3 separate regions of the Mus musculus genome follow, and regions 1 and 2 are each linked to region 3. Evidence: chromatin contacts called from public promoter capture Hi-C data. All regions are on one chromosome and are shown on one strand. The core of a region is the stretch at or near the end of the contact, and the rest is flanking DNA. Distances in the headings are between cores, read along the strand shown. Region 1 holds the start of Zc3h8 (zinc finger CCCH type containing 8). Region 2 holds the start of Slc20a1 (solute carrier family 20, member 1). Region 3 holds the start of Sppl2a (signal peptide peptidase like 2A).

Region 1 (4,324 bases), core at 1,403-3,902, 2.0 Mb after region 3:
ATACAGCTAATTCCAATATCCTTGTCTCCAAATCCAAGCCCTTAACAACCAAACAGCCAACTTCCCATTCAACTGATTTACCTGGATACCCACCATGAAAACCACCTTTCAGTAAGACTCTTCCTTAACTATCTTCTTTACCACACAATCCTTATTATTCCACAAATACCTCCTAACTCCTCACCCACGTTTTCATTTCCTCCATGGCTTTCATTATCATCTAAACTTCGTATCTGTGGTCCACCTCAATAATACACAATTCATGACCACCTGCATTTCTCTGTATTTTATTCATTTACTTTTCTATCACCATGGCCCTGAATGACGTGTCTTCTGCCAGTAGAGGTTGTTTTAAATAAATGAATATTCCTATCAGGAACAAAGTCACCCCTGCTTCAAGCTGGAGACATGGCTTAGTAGTTAAGGGCACTGGCTGCTCTTCCAGAGGACCTAGCTTGATTTCCATCACCTATTTGGTGACTAACAACCACAGGTAAGATTACTTTCCTCTTCTGGCCTCCAAGGACAATGGACACACCTGGTGCAGACAAAACATTCATACATATAAAATAAATTAAACAACAACAACAAAAAAAAACCAAAACATGTTTTAGTGCACTGAAAAAAAGTTTACAGGCAAAATCAAAAGACAAACTAAGAGAAAAATACAGAAATCTAAAACCTTGAAAAAGACCTAAAGGCAAAGTGAAAAGCAGGCATACAAACACACACCTTACTTTCAGACCCGTTTTCACCTATCTTTTGGCCAATCCAAGTATCCCTTACATATTTCAGCCAAACTTTAGTAAGTGGGTATATTGTTTTATACATGTTTGAAGTGTTAACTATTTTTTTAACCTTACTCAGTTCTCATACATGTTAAAAATTATAATTCATTTCTCTTGTTGTTCTTACATGTTATCACCTGCAAGTAATGTGTCCATTTCTTCACAGTATCAACAGGACTTAATTTCCATGAATGATTCTGCTTTAGAAGCTGGGTGATGAACTCATATGTAATGAAGTAACTTGAGCACCTTAATCCTCTATGCCTCAATTTTCTCATCTGTAATGTGAGACCATCACTTTCTTCTTAAGGTTGATGTGAAACTTTTAGTTTCACATTAGGGTTGGCGAGATGGCTCAGCAGGTAAGAGCGCTGACTGCTCTTCCAAAGGTCCTGAGTTCAAATCCCAGCAACCACATAGTGGCTCATAACCACCCGTAAAGAGATCTGACGCCCTCTTCTGGTACGTCTAAAGTCAGCTACAGTGTACTTATGTATAATAATAAATAAATCTTTGGACCGGAGCAAGCAGGGACTGATGGAGCAGGGCCAACTGGATTGAGAGGGGTTGACCAGAGCGAGCAGAGGTCCTTAAAAAAAATTCAATTCCCAACAACCACATGAAGGCTCTCAACCATCTGTACAGCTATAGTGTACTCACATACATAAAACAAATAAATCTTTTTTAAAAAAAGTTTCACATTAATTACACAGCAAAGCTATGGTAGCCCAATTAGGCTAACAGTTTCCACTAAGGTATTTGAGACTGAGCAGTGAACATATACATATATCCTTTCCCCTTGAAACAGTGTTTCCCCTATGTAGCTGAGGTTGGCTTGGAACCTGCTATTTAGACCAGGCTGGTCCCAGTCTCCCAAGATCTGCCTGCCTTTCAAATGCTGAGATTAATAGGCCCAGCCCAACACTGTAATGTTATCTTAATGAGGGTGGAAAAAAACTCGTGAAGGATGTGTCAAGGGTTCCACTGAGGAAAGAGAGAACATAGAAGACAAGGATTTAGGAGAGATGGAGTTTGAGGGCATTATCAACTCAAAAAACTAAAAAGTGGGCCGGGCAGTGGTGGCACATGTCTTTAATCCCATACTTGGGAGGCAGGGTCAGTCGGGTTTCTGAGTGAGTTCCAGGACAGCCAGGACTACACAGAGAAACCCTGTCTCGAAAAATTAAAACCAAAAAAAAAAAACCAAAAAAAAAAACCAAAAACCAAAAAAACCTAAAAAGTGAGTGGGTATCTGCACAGAAATCCCGCACTCTGACTAAGTACGAGATTAACAACACGCTTTTCCAAATTAACAGAAAAACTAAGCCGAAATGATGCTTGCTGCTTTATTCTGGGAGTTCTGGTTCAGGATCACTGGCAGAGCAGTCTATGTATCCTTCAACTCTCGAGGTGCCGGCAAAGCCACCTCGGAGGTGACTGACAGCAAACACGTTAAGCGCACGTGCAAGGGGAGCAGCCGGCCCCTGGGGGCAGATTCAGAGGCTGGGGCCTCCTCCCGCCGCCCGGCCACTGCCCTCGCCCGCAGTCCCTACTCTGACTTCCACCCCACTTCCCCTTCCGACCTCCCCGCTCCGGTCCCGGCCCACGCGCCAGCCAGGGCTCGCCGGTTTCCAGGAGCGAGGGGGCGGAGCCCAAGCGGTGCCCTGCAAAGGACCAGAACGTGGGGATCACCTTTCCTCAGGGTCGGCGGCCGGTTTTTTGCCGAGGGCCGGATTGGGGGGCTTTGAAAAGAGATTTTCAAAATCCATAACTCAGACAGGGACCGTTCCTCTCCACGCCGAGCAGGTACTGAACAACCAGCGAAGCGGAGGCTACAGTCGCGCCAAGGGCCACACGCTCCGCCCAGCGCACGCGCACGCGCTCGCGCTCATGTTGCTTGGGCGCGACTCCGCGCGACCTGGCCAGCCCTACCACGCATGCGCAGTTCTCACCGTTGGTGGGGAGGCTTTCGGTGCCTGAGCTGCGCACGCGCAACTCTCTGTACTTATGTCCGATTCGTTCCTTAGTGCAGCACTACAATGTCGTTAAAAAATTAAAATAATCTTTAGGATTCTTCTTTAGAAAGCTGTGCTATTTTTATATGTACGAGAGAGAGACAGAGAGAATGAGTGCAGATGCCCGCGGAGGCCAGTTATTGTAACCCACCTGACATGAGTGTTGGGAACAGAACGCAAGACCTTTATGTTTTAACTATTGAGCCATATATCTCTTCCAGCCCCTTTAAAATTGACAGGTGACCAAGCAAAATTAATTGCACAAAAAGGAACCTAGACGATCTCTTCTGAGTAAACACATAAATATATTTAAAGCAGGCAAATTCAATAGAAAGTACTAAGTATTAAGACTATTTGGGGGTGGGGGGGTGGGGGGGTGCAGTCTTAGAGACCTGCAGATGAAGATGCAAAACTCTCAGTTCCTGCTGCACCATGCCTACCTGGATGATGCCATGCTCATTCCTTCATGATAATGGACTGAACCTTTGAATCTGTAAGCCGGCCCCAATGAAATGTTGTCCTTATAAGAGTTGCCTTGGTCATGATGTCTGTTCACAGCAGTAAAACCCTAAATAAAATGGAAGCTGGTAGCCGGGCGTGGTGGCGCACGCCTTTAATCCCAGCACTTGGGAGGCAGAGGCAGGTGGATTTCTGAGTTCCAGGCCAGCCTGGTCTACAAAGTGAGTTCCAGGACAGCCAGAGCTATACAGAGAAACCCTGTCTCGAAAAACCAAGAAAAAAAAAAATGGAAGCTGGTACCAGGGATAGGTCTGACCATGCTTTTGTTTGGAAGAATGTTGATTTCAGGACTTTGGATTTGGAAAGCGGTGGAATGTTTTAAATGGGGCTTAATGGACCATCCTAGTAGGAATATGGAAGACTTGCTGAGAATAACTGTGCAGACCAGGCCCAAGAGGTTTCAGAGAAGAATTTTCAGTTTGTGGCATAGAGACTGTTTTTGTGGTATTTTGGTGAAGAATGTGGCTGCTTTTTGCCCTTGTCTGAGAGTCTATGTGGGGCTAAGGTAAATATATATATTAATTGCATTGACAAAGGAAGTCTCAAAAAAGCCCAACATAGACTTTGTTCTCTGGTTAAATCTCATGAAGAGGTTTTTTTTTTTTTTTGAATAAGTGTAGCAGGCTTTGAAAGGAAAAATACAAAATATGTGGTTGACATTAAAGGGGCACCAGGAAGTGAAATGGAACTGAATCTTATGTTCAAGGAGGTTAAATTGAATTAAGGAAGTGTTGACCTTAGGCCAAGATCCACACAGCAAAGTACAGGTCTTTAATTCCAGGAGGCAAAGACAAGCAGATCTCTGACTTTATGTCCAGCCTTGAACAGAGCAGGTTCTAGGTGAAGAAAAGTTTTAAGTCCAGGCATGGTGATACATATCTTCAATCCCAGCATTAAAGGAGACAGAACCATACAGATCTCTGAGTTCAAGATCAGTCTACAGAGCAAGATCCAGGACAGCCAAGCTTAGGCAGTGAAGGAGTTGGAAAACAGAAAGCTGGT
Region 2 (4,376 bases), core at 1,217-3,716, 2.3 Mb after region 3:
AGCCCATTGTGTGTGGAGACATCACTGGGCTGGTGGTCTGGGTTCTATAAGACAACTGGCTGAGTAAGCCAGTAAACAGCAGACCTCCATGACCTCTGCATCAGCTCCTGCTTCCAGGTTCCTGTCCTTGTTTGAGTTCCTCTCCTGACTTCCTTAAATGATGAAAAACAACATGGAAGTATAAGCCAAATAAGGCCTTTCCTCCCCAGCTTCCTTTTTGGTCATGGTGTTTCACCATAGCAAAGAAACCCTAACTATGATACCAGGAAAAGGTGCCACATACTTTCAGACTTCAGCGTTCCACACTGAGACAGTCCACTACAGACCTGCTCACAGGCCGACCTATCTAGACAAGCCTTCACCAAGACTCTCTTCCTAGGTGATTCTAGAGTGGGTCAAGTTGAATATTAAAACTGGTAACCAAGTATAGAAGTGCATGAATTTAATCCCAGCACTTGGGAGGCAGAGGCAGGGGGATCTCTGTGATTTCGAGGCTAGCCTGATTTACACAGTAAGTTCCCGGACAACCAGACAGCTACACAGTGACACCCTATCTCAAAAAACAAAAACAAAAACAAAAGACAAACAAAAAACAAGACAATCTAAAACCATCTGACCAACCATCACATCCCCCCTCCTTGATTTCAAGACAGTAAGGACTCTCTAGAGACAGAGAAATCTGTCTCTGCCTGAAAATACATGGATACTAAAGTAGCATAAAGCCAAGTCTCAAAATACTATACTCTCCCTGAACCACAGTGATGCCTTCACATCTGGCAAACCTGGCTCTGGATTCTGCTCTTGTACCTGGATGGGCCTTATTCACCATGGCTGCTCACCTTGGTTGTCTCAATTTCAAGAGGCAAAAGCATGGTCATCAACAGACTGAAGCAAAGCACATCCAAACAGTGGGCAAAGTCATGAGCAATTTCCTCACAAATAATTACTTCAAAAATTGTTTTAATTGGCAGGACACTAACAACCTTTTAACAAACCAGTCCTTTTATTCAATGTTTTATGACCTTGGAAAGAAGTAAGGGCAAAGAGTGTTGCATTTGAAGATGCCAGAATTACACACTGGGGTCAGTGTCCTGGAACATGAAGGTTGTTTTCCAGCCATGACCTTGAGGTCAATAGACCTGTATAACCTATACGAGATTCTGAGTCTACCAAATTATAGGTCACAGGACACTCCTGTGAAGTTATAATTTACAACATGTTTGTTTCTGCTATTCGTTGCCCTACCTTTGGAGAGCAGAGAGCGTTTTAGAGCGTTCTAAACCGGGTATTTCTGGCTGGAATTCTTAAGTTTCTTTATAACCCACATAACTTAAATCTCCCAAGGAGTGGTGACTAGTTAGTTCTGAGCTTAGGCAATAAAACGAACTAATCCATTGTCAGAACTACAACCTTATACCATGTAGGGGACCAGGAAGCAATCTTTATTTCAAAAGGGGATGGGAAAACTTTCAGGATGAGGACATCCTCTGTAACCTTTTCCTATATTCTAAAACAGGCACATTCAAAAAAAAAAGTAACGAGGAAATGAAGGTTCATTTCCTGAACATCTATTGAGTTCCAGTCACATGCTTATATCTTAGCTAATATGATTCTCCTTACTGGGTAAGAACTTGTAACCAGAATACCTGAATTAGTACTGCCTGTCGCCACTAGCCCCGATGAGCTGACAGGAAATGCATCTTTGTTGTGCTTTACACACAATTCCAACCCGTCCTCCAGTCTCTCTCACTCTGCTATTATTTCTCGTTCCAGAGCACTCGGCTTGAGGAGACCTAGGGTTTGTTCAAGGTGACACACTGCAGCAAATATGAGTTAAGAATTCGAATCCAAAGTAACATCCTCCCCGCTGCGCCATAGCCGGGGCTCCTAAAACGGAGGTCCGGCGCCGGGAAACTAATGACCCATGGCTCTCCCTCAGCGCAGTGCCACAGCTGGGAACGCAAGCCTATCCTCGTGACTCCCGAATCTTTCCGTTTTCACACAAGTGCGTGACTGCGGGAGCGAGGTGGCCACGTGAGATCCCTCCACCCTCTCCGGGCGAGGTACAGATCGGGTCCGGCCAAGGGCAAGTCTCAGCACACCCGCTCTTCCGCGTCGCCACCGAGCTGACCCGGGCCCGCGTGGGAGAAACTCGGAACGACCTTGGTGGCGGCCTCAGTCCCCGCGTGTCTGGGCGAGACTCCCCCACAGTCCCCGCCCGCAGCCACCCGGCGTGGCCAGCGCAGACAGGATAACCCGGGCGAGGCTGCAGGGAGGCGGCCAGCCAGTCCCACGTGGACCAGCTCCTCGTTGGGGGCGGGGCCCCGGGGACGTCCAGGCCAATCAGCGCCGCTGCCCAGCTCACCCGGCTAGGCGCGCCCGACCAGCCTGTGGTTGCGTCACATCGGAGGCGGGACCTCGGGCGGGCGCGAGGCTCGGCAGGTCACGTGGGGCGCAGAACCGGCTATAAATAGGAGCCGGCGGCATGCTCTCTATATGATGGCCGCCGGCGCGCGTTGCGTGTTTTCACCTCTCGCCTGCTGAGGCGCCCGCGGCTGCTTCACGAGTGGGTAGAGAGTCCCTCCGTGCTGTGCCCGGTGTTGCCGTCCTGGGTTGTGCGACCGTGGCTCGAGCCTGCCTCAGTCTCGTTCTTCTGGTCTCTCTGTTCGGCCCTCAGTTTCCTTTGGTGAGTGGCGGCGCGGCACCGGTGGTGCAAAGGTCCTTTCTTCTCTGGAGTGGGCTCGGGTGTGGGGAGCTGGCTGGCGGGGGTGGGATGCAGGCTGCAGGACCCCGCTACGCTGCTGTCCTCCTCCCGCCTCCCCACGCACGCCGCGCCCTTCCGCGGGCCTTTTCGGCGGTCCTCGGCAGGCGCGCGCGGGAATGGTCTTTTTTCCGATCATCCACGGAGGGCGCGCGCGGGCAAGCGGCCGGAGACTGAACAGAACTCGTGGGGCGGGGCGGGGCGGGACGGGGTGGGGGGTGGGGGAGCACAGAGATCGCCCTGTGCCCCACCTTGCACAGCGTTTGGGGGACTGAAGACATAAGTGACGGGCGGGGGGGGGGGGGACTATGCGGAGTCCCAGGCTGCCCTCTTCCCAGAGATGCGCCGCTATTGTTATTTTCTTCCACTTCGTCCCCCCAGGATGAACTTGCGTCCTTTCTCTAATCCGCCATGGAATTCTGCTCCGTGCTTTTAGCCCTCCAGAGCCAAAGAAACCCCAGACAACAGACGCCCAGACGCAGCAGCGTATAGCAGTAACTCCCCAGCTCGGTTTCCGTGCCGTAGTTTACAGTATTTAATTTTATATAATATATACTATTTATTATAGCATTTTGATACCTCATTCCGTTTACACATCTCAAAAGCCGCTTAGTAATTCTCTTATTATTTAAAGAACCACTACACTAGAGAATGGAATCTACTGTGGCAACGATTACTAGTACCCTAGCTGCTGTTACTGCTTCCGCTCCACCGAAGTATGACAATCTATGGATGCTCATCCTGGGCTTCATCATTGCATTTGTCTTGGCATTCTCCGTGGGAGCCAATGATGTAGCAAATTCGTTCGGTACAGCTGTAGGCTCAGGTGTAGTGACCCTGAAGCAAGCCTGCATCTTAGCTAGCATCTTCGAAACTGTGGGCTCCGCCTTGCTGGGGGCCAAAGTGAGCGAAACCATCCGGAACGGCTTGATAGATGTGGAGCTGTACAACGAAACTCAAGATCTGCTCATGGCTGGCTCCGTCAGTGCTATGTTTGGTAAGTTGTAGTTATACCTTATGTTCGCTCCAGTCTTGAACCTTCTCTCCGCAAGGACGCACTGCTTATGTAACAGTTTTGCCATCTACCTGACAAAATCTGATTAATTCTGTTTCAGGTTCTGCTGTGTGGCAGCTCGTGGCTTCGTTTTTGAAGCTTCCGATTTCTGGGACCCATTGTATTGTCGGTGCAACCATTGGTTTCTCCCTTGTGGCAAATGGGCAGAAGGGTGTCAAGTGGTCTGAACTGATAAAAATTGGTATGTTGAATTTTAAATGGTTTTATTTTCGTTGTGTGCTGCTGTGTGTCGTGGAGTGGGAGTGAAGTGGAGGGGCAAGTTGAAGAGTATCAGAAATGGAGCACCTACCATTTCGGGGTCTTGTTAACAAAAACGTACTTTCCAGACCTGACACTTCATTTTGTATTCTATTCCAGTGATGTCGTGGTTCGTCTCTCCGCTGCTTTCTGGTATTATGTCTGGAATTTTATTCTTCCTTGTTCGTGCGTTCATCCTCCGTAAGGTAACCTTTCTACTTGCGACCTTTCATGAGTCACATTCAGTCTTGTTCAAACTCACTGGTATTCTTCTCAGATGTGACTGGTATGTAAGTATGTGGC
Region 3 (4,251 bases), core at 1,311-3,810:
AAACTCTGACCCTGTGGGAAGCTGAGTTTAAAGGACTGAAAGAGGCAATGTCCGGGTAGCACATTGTTCAGATTATCTCACACAGGTATTAATAGATATTTGTAGTTAAGATTTATGCTAAGAATCAAAAGCAAAGCCACTACAAAAATATTTGGAAATCTTATAGTTTGTTCAGAAAAGGGACATGTTTAAAGTCGCAACCAAGGGAACCTATTACCAACTTTCCAAACCTTAAAAACAAAACAAACAAACAACAACAAGACTCTTATTCCTCAGCTGGCTAGGGATTTAGCTCAGTCGAGCACTCGCCTACCATTTATGAAGCCATTTGAGCACGGTGGTTCATGCCTACAATCCCCACGCTACAGTCAGACAGTCAGACTCACTGTTATTCTTGGGGAGCTCAAGGGCAGCCAGTTTCAGACCCTGTTTGGGGGAGGCCAAGTACTTCAGGGACCATACCTAAAACAAGCTTGCTAAATAGGTCAGTGGTGGCACAAGCCTTTAAGCTCGGCTCTTAGAGGAGGCAGAGGCAGGGGGATCTCTGTGTGTTTGAAGTCAGCCTGGTCTACAGAGTGAGTTCCAGGACAGCCAGGGCTACAGAGAAAAAAAAAGTCTGAAGAAAGAATTAAGACAACAACAAAAATAGCATGCTACATAGGTAGCCGTCATTACCCTTGTATCCATGACATCCATCATTACCCAGGTATCTTCTGAGCTCTTTAATAGCAACCACAGTGTGGACTTAACACTTTGTATGTTCTGTTTGGTTTGGTTTGTTTTCTTGAGACAAGATTTCTCTCTGTAGGCTGTCCTGGAACTCTCTGTAGACCAAACCGGCTCCAAACTCAAGAGATCCACAGACCTCAGCTTCCTGAGTGCCCAAAAAATGTGGGTTTATCAAGAGTAGATGTATTACTGTGCTAAATATTGATTTACCTTGAGAAAAATTAGTGGAGCTATGGTATAAGTACGTAAACATTATTTCGTATTAATCATCTTAAGTTCCCTGAAATGAGTTAAGCTTGACAGCTAAGCTAGAGGGCCGAGACATTTACATATCCTGTGAGTTTTCTTTGGACCTAAATGACACTTGTCTGGTTATTCAGTTCCTGCTTTAAAGATACAAAGTAAAGCTACTGTGCTGTCATTCTCTCCTCAAAATACTTTTTGAATGGGTTCTCTCCGAATGCTGTCCAGCAAAGTTCCTAGAACGCCAAAGGCTACCTTAAAAAAAAAAAAAAAAAAAAAACTGTTTGGGGCTTAAACCTTCTCCATGACCTTTTCAAGCCCAGAGTGACAAAGCAGTCTTTCAGAGAAGTGATGGTTTTTAAGTAATAACTACATACACAGTTTACACAACAGTGTGCAAACAATACCGATACAAATTTCCCAACATCAAATGTCAGAAAAGAAAGTGAACAGAAACAAAATCTAAAACACTGAGAGTTAGCTTCTTGGTCACACATTGGAGCTCAAATTACTTTGATCCCGAATTTTAAAACATTATTTCAGCAAATATGGGTATGTGAGCGCATATTTGTTATTTTTTTCTCAACCAGACTTTGACCCTTTTAGACGTCAAACTATTCAAACCTCTCATTTCCCCTTTAAAGGTATTTTAAAGTATACCTATATGAAAACAAAAGCATAATACAAATCCCATAGTATAATCACATGTACCTTACATAGAAGGCACTATCTGGGAGTGAAAGGAAAGTATATAGATATTCATATGGCTATAGAGAGAAATGTATGTGAGCGCAGTCAACAAAAGAGCAGGCCAGAACGCTAACACCTGGAACCCTGTTCACACCGGCCCCTCCATCCGCCTTTTTCTAGGCAAAAGGCAGCAGTAAGATTGGGCTACACAGAGAAGCACAGAAGTGAATTCTTTGAATTAAGAAGAAAAGATGCCAGCACAGTGAAAAATTATAGAGAGGGCTCCAGGACCAAGGAGGAGGAAGCTCCCCACCCACTCCTACCCCCGCCCGCGGGTTTCTCCCAGGGGTTGGGCATTTCGCTGGATTTCGGGGGCTGGGGGCGGGTGAGGAATGCTGGGACTCAAGGACGAAGGCAGTTAACCGGGCCCGGGCAGTGGGAGAATGGGAAGCCAGGGTAGAAGGAGAGGAAGGGGGAGGTAGGGAAGGAGGAGGGATGAGGGAAATCCGGAGGAGGTTAGAGGGAAAGGAAGGGATGGAGGGGGAGGGGGAGGAAGCGGGAGGAAGGGGAGGGAAAAGCGGAGGGGAGGGGAGGGGAGTGCGGCTCTCACCAGTCCGAGCAGGCAGCTCCAGAGCAGGGCAGCCGCGGGAGCGTGCAGCGAGTGCAGCAGCCCCATCCCACGGGCGGGCAGCTAGGCTCAGGCTGCGCTGGCGGCACCCGGACCTCTAGGGTGCAGCCCCGACTTCCTCTTCCGGTCCCTCCCGCGAAACGCTAGGCCGGGACTCTGTGGGTACTGTCAGCTCCTGGCAGAGCCGTTTTAGCTGCGTAAATCCTGGGTTCTCGTTCGGTTCCCCCTAACTGCGGCCGCCGCCCATTCCAAGCCACTGGAGCTTCGGGTTTCAGTTTCCTTTCTGGCCTCTGCCACGTAGCCTCGGGGCGATCTTCGTAAATACGGAACCCAGACGAGGCTCCTCTCCACACTTGGCAGCACAAATCAAAACTCTTCCTCTGCTGCTAAGTTTACGTCACCTCACCCTGTTTTCTCTGTCCTTGGTTTCTCTACTTTCCCACCCGTTAAGATCCACAGACCCTCCAGGCGGGCAGTCTCTGGGGAATACACTCTTGGTGTTCCCTTATCACTTACTTAACACTTCCTCCCTAAAGAGGGTTTCCTAGTACACTTCATCTTAAGTACCCCTTAATTCACTTTCATGCTATGATTTATTTGTAACCTTCATAGCTTTTTTTTTCTTTTTGTTATTTATTTATTTATTTATTTATTGCTGTTGTTGTTCTTGCTTTCTTTGGAAACATCCTCGACTAGTACTGAACTCACTTTGAAGATGATGGCCTAGAACTCAGAGATCTTCCTGTATCATAGGCATAAGTCACCATGCCTGAGGTTTTGGGGGTCCCTCCCCCCATTTTCTTATACTCATCTATGTATCTCCCATGCTGCTATCCAGTTAATGGAAGGATCCCTCTTTGCTCTGTTGACTGCTGTGTCCTTACACACAGAATATCCAGTGTATACTAGGTTGTCAAATATTTGTTGGATGACTATTTAATACCAAACACTGAATAGGACAGTGTTCCTGTTATCCTAAAGGAGGGACACAGCAAGGACTACAGATGTGTGAGCAAACACTGTTACAAAGCAACCTTTCACAAGGAACTCCACAAGGATCCAAGGGAGGTAAAAATAGGGCACCAGGAAGAGAAAAAAAAAAAAAAAAAAAAAAAAAAAACACCAGCCCTAGCTGAGTATAACTGACTATTACCTTCTGTGCAAGTTAATTTCAGCTAGGCAAAGAGGAAGGAAGCATTAGTCTGAAAGCCAAGGGAGGCAACTACAGAACTACAGAACTACAGAACTGGACCTTGGCTGAAGTTAGGAGAGGGGGAGAGTGAGAAGAGGCAGAGGGTGAAATAGTTGCACAGCTTGGAACTTGAGACTTCCTCATTGGCATCTTCCTGGGGGAATTCCTGAAGGAAGCTCTCCCACAGTTCTGCGTGGGTTTTTTCTGTAGTTGTCTGTCCCCTGGCTTCCCCCTCTGGTCCAGTTTCAATCTATTTGTAACCCTACCAGCTGTAAGAACCCCCTAGACAGAAACTGCCTGTCAAGCATTGTTGCATTTACTCTCAGCCACTTTTAGAATCCTTCTAGGACACTGATGTTTAAGCTAATCTCCCCTTTCCACTGGGATCCTAGATACTTGCTCATCTGATGAGAGCAATATATCTGGATTTTAAAAACATTTCCAGATTTAATATACAGCCAAGCTTAAAAACCTTTCATTATTTAGTGTTTCAGAGTGCTGGCCTGGACCACGGCTCCTGACTGCAGTTTCAGCATCACCATCCAAACCTATTGAATCCGAGAATCAGAGAATGAGCATTCCAGAGACCTCATACTGCTACCTCAGTTTAGCTCAAATAAATCTTACTCCTGACCTTCTAAGTTGTCTCAGGGGAACATTTATACTCTTAAGAGCTTCTTGTTGGATGAGAATTCCTAAAATAGGACACGAAAAAAGGAAAAACTATACAACAATAAAATCAAATTCACTTCACCAAAATAAAAACCTC

Evidence for each region. Promoter capture Hi-C pulls out the DNA fragments that hold promoters and counts their contacts. Capture Hi-C pulls out chosen DNA fragments and counts their contacts.
Region 1: a contact with region 3 is called in a promoter capture Hi-C map of liver, with 2.6 times the contacts expected there. The contact joins the promoter of Zc3h8 here to the promoter of Sppl2a in region 3. A contact is called at or near these places in 2 of 39 promoter capture datasets (hippocampal neurons and pre-B cells) and 2 of 9 other capture datasets (adipose tissue and liver).
Region 2: a promoter capture Hi-C map of pre-B cells shows a contact between it and region 3, with 2.6 times the contacts expected there. The contact joins the promoter of Slc20a1 here to the promoter of Sppl2a in region 3.

The regions. Positions count from the first base shown.
Region 1 is chr2:128,941,368-128,945,691 of GRCm38.p6, forward strand. Zc3h8 (zinc finger CCCH type containing 8) reads right to left here and starts at 2,653. Exons shown (of 9, transcript NM_020594.2): 1 at 2,481-2,653. The coding sequence starts at 2,557.
Region 2 is chr2:129,196,307-129,200,682 of GRCm38.p6, forward strand. It overlaps Slc20a1 (solute carrier family 20, member 1), which reads left to right and starts at 2,467. Exons shown (of 11, transcript NM_015747.2): 1 at 2,467-2,686; 2 at 3,143-3,758; 3 at 3,877-4,017; 4 at 4,194-4,279. The coding sequence starts at 3,413.
Region 3 is chr2:126,930,675-126,934,925 of GRCm38.p6, forward strand. It overlaps Sppl2a (signal peptide peptidase like 2A), which reads right to left and starts at 2,561. Exons shown (of 15, transcript NM_023220.2): 1 at 2,273-2,561. The coding sequence starts at 2,338.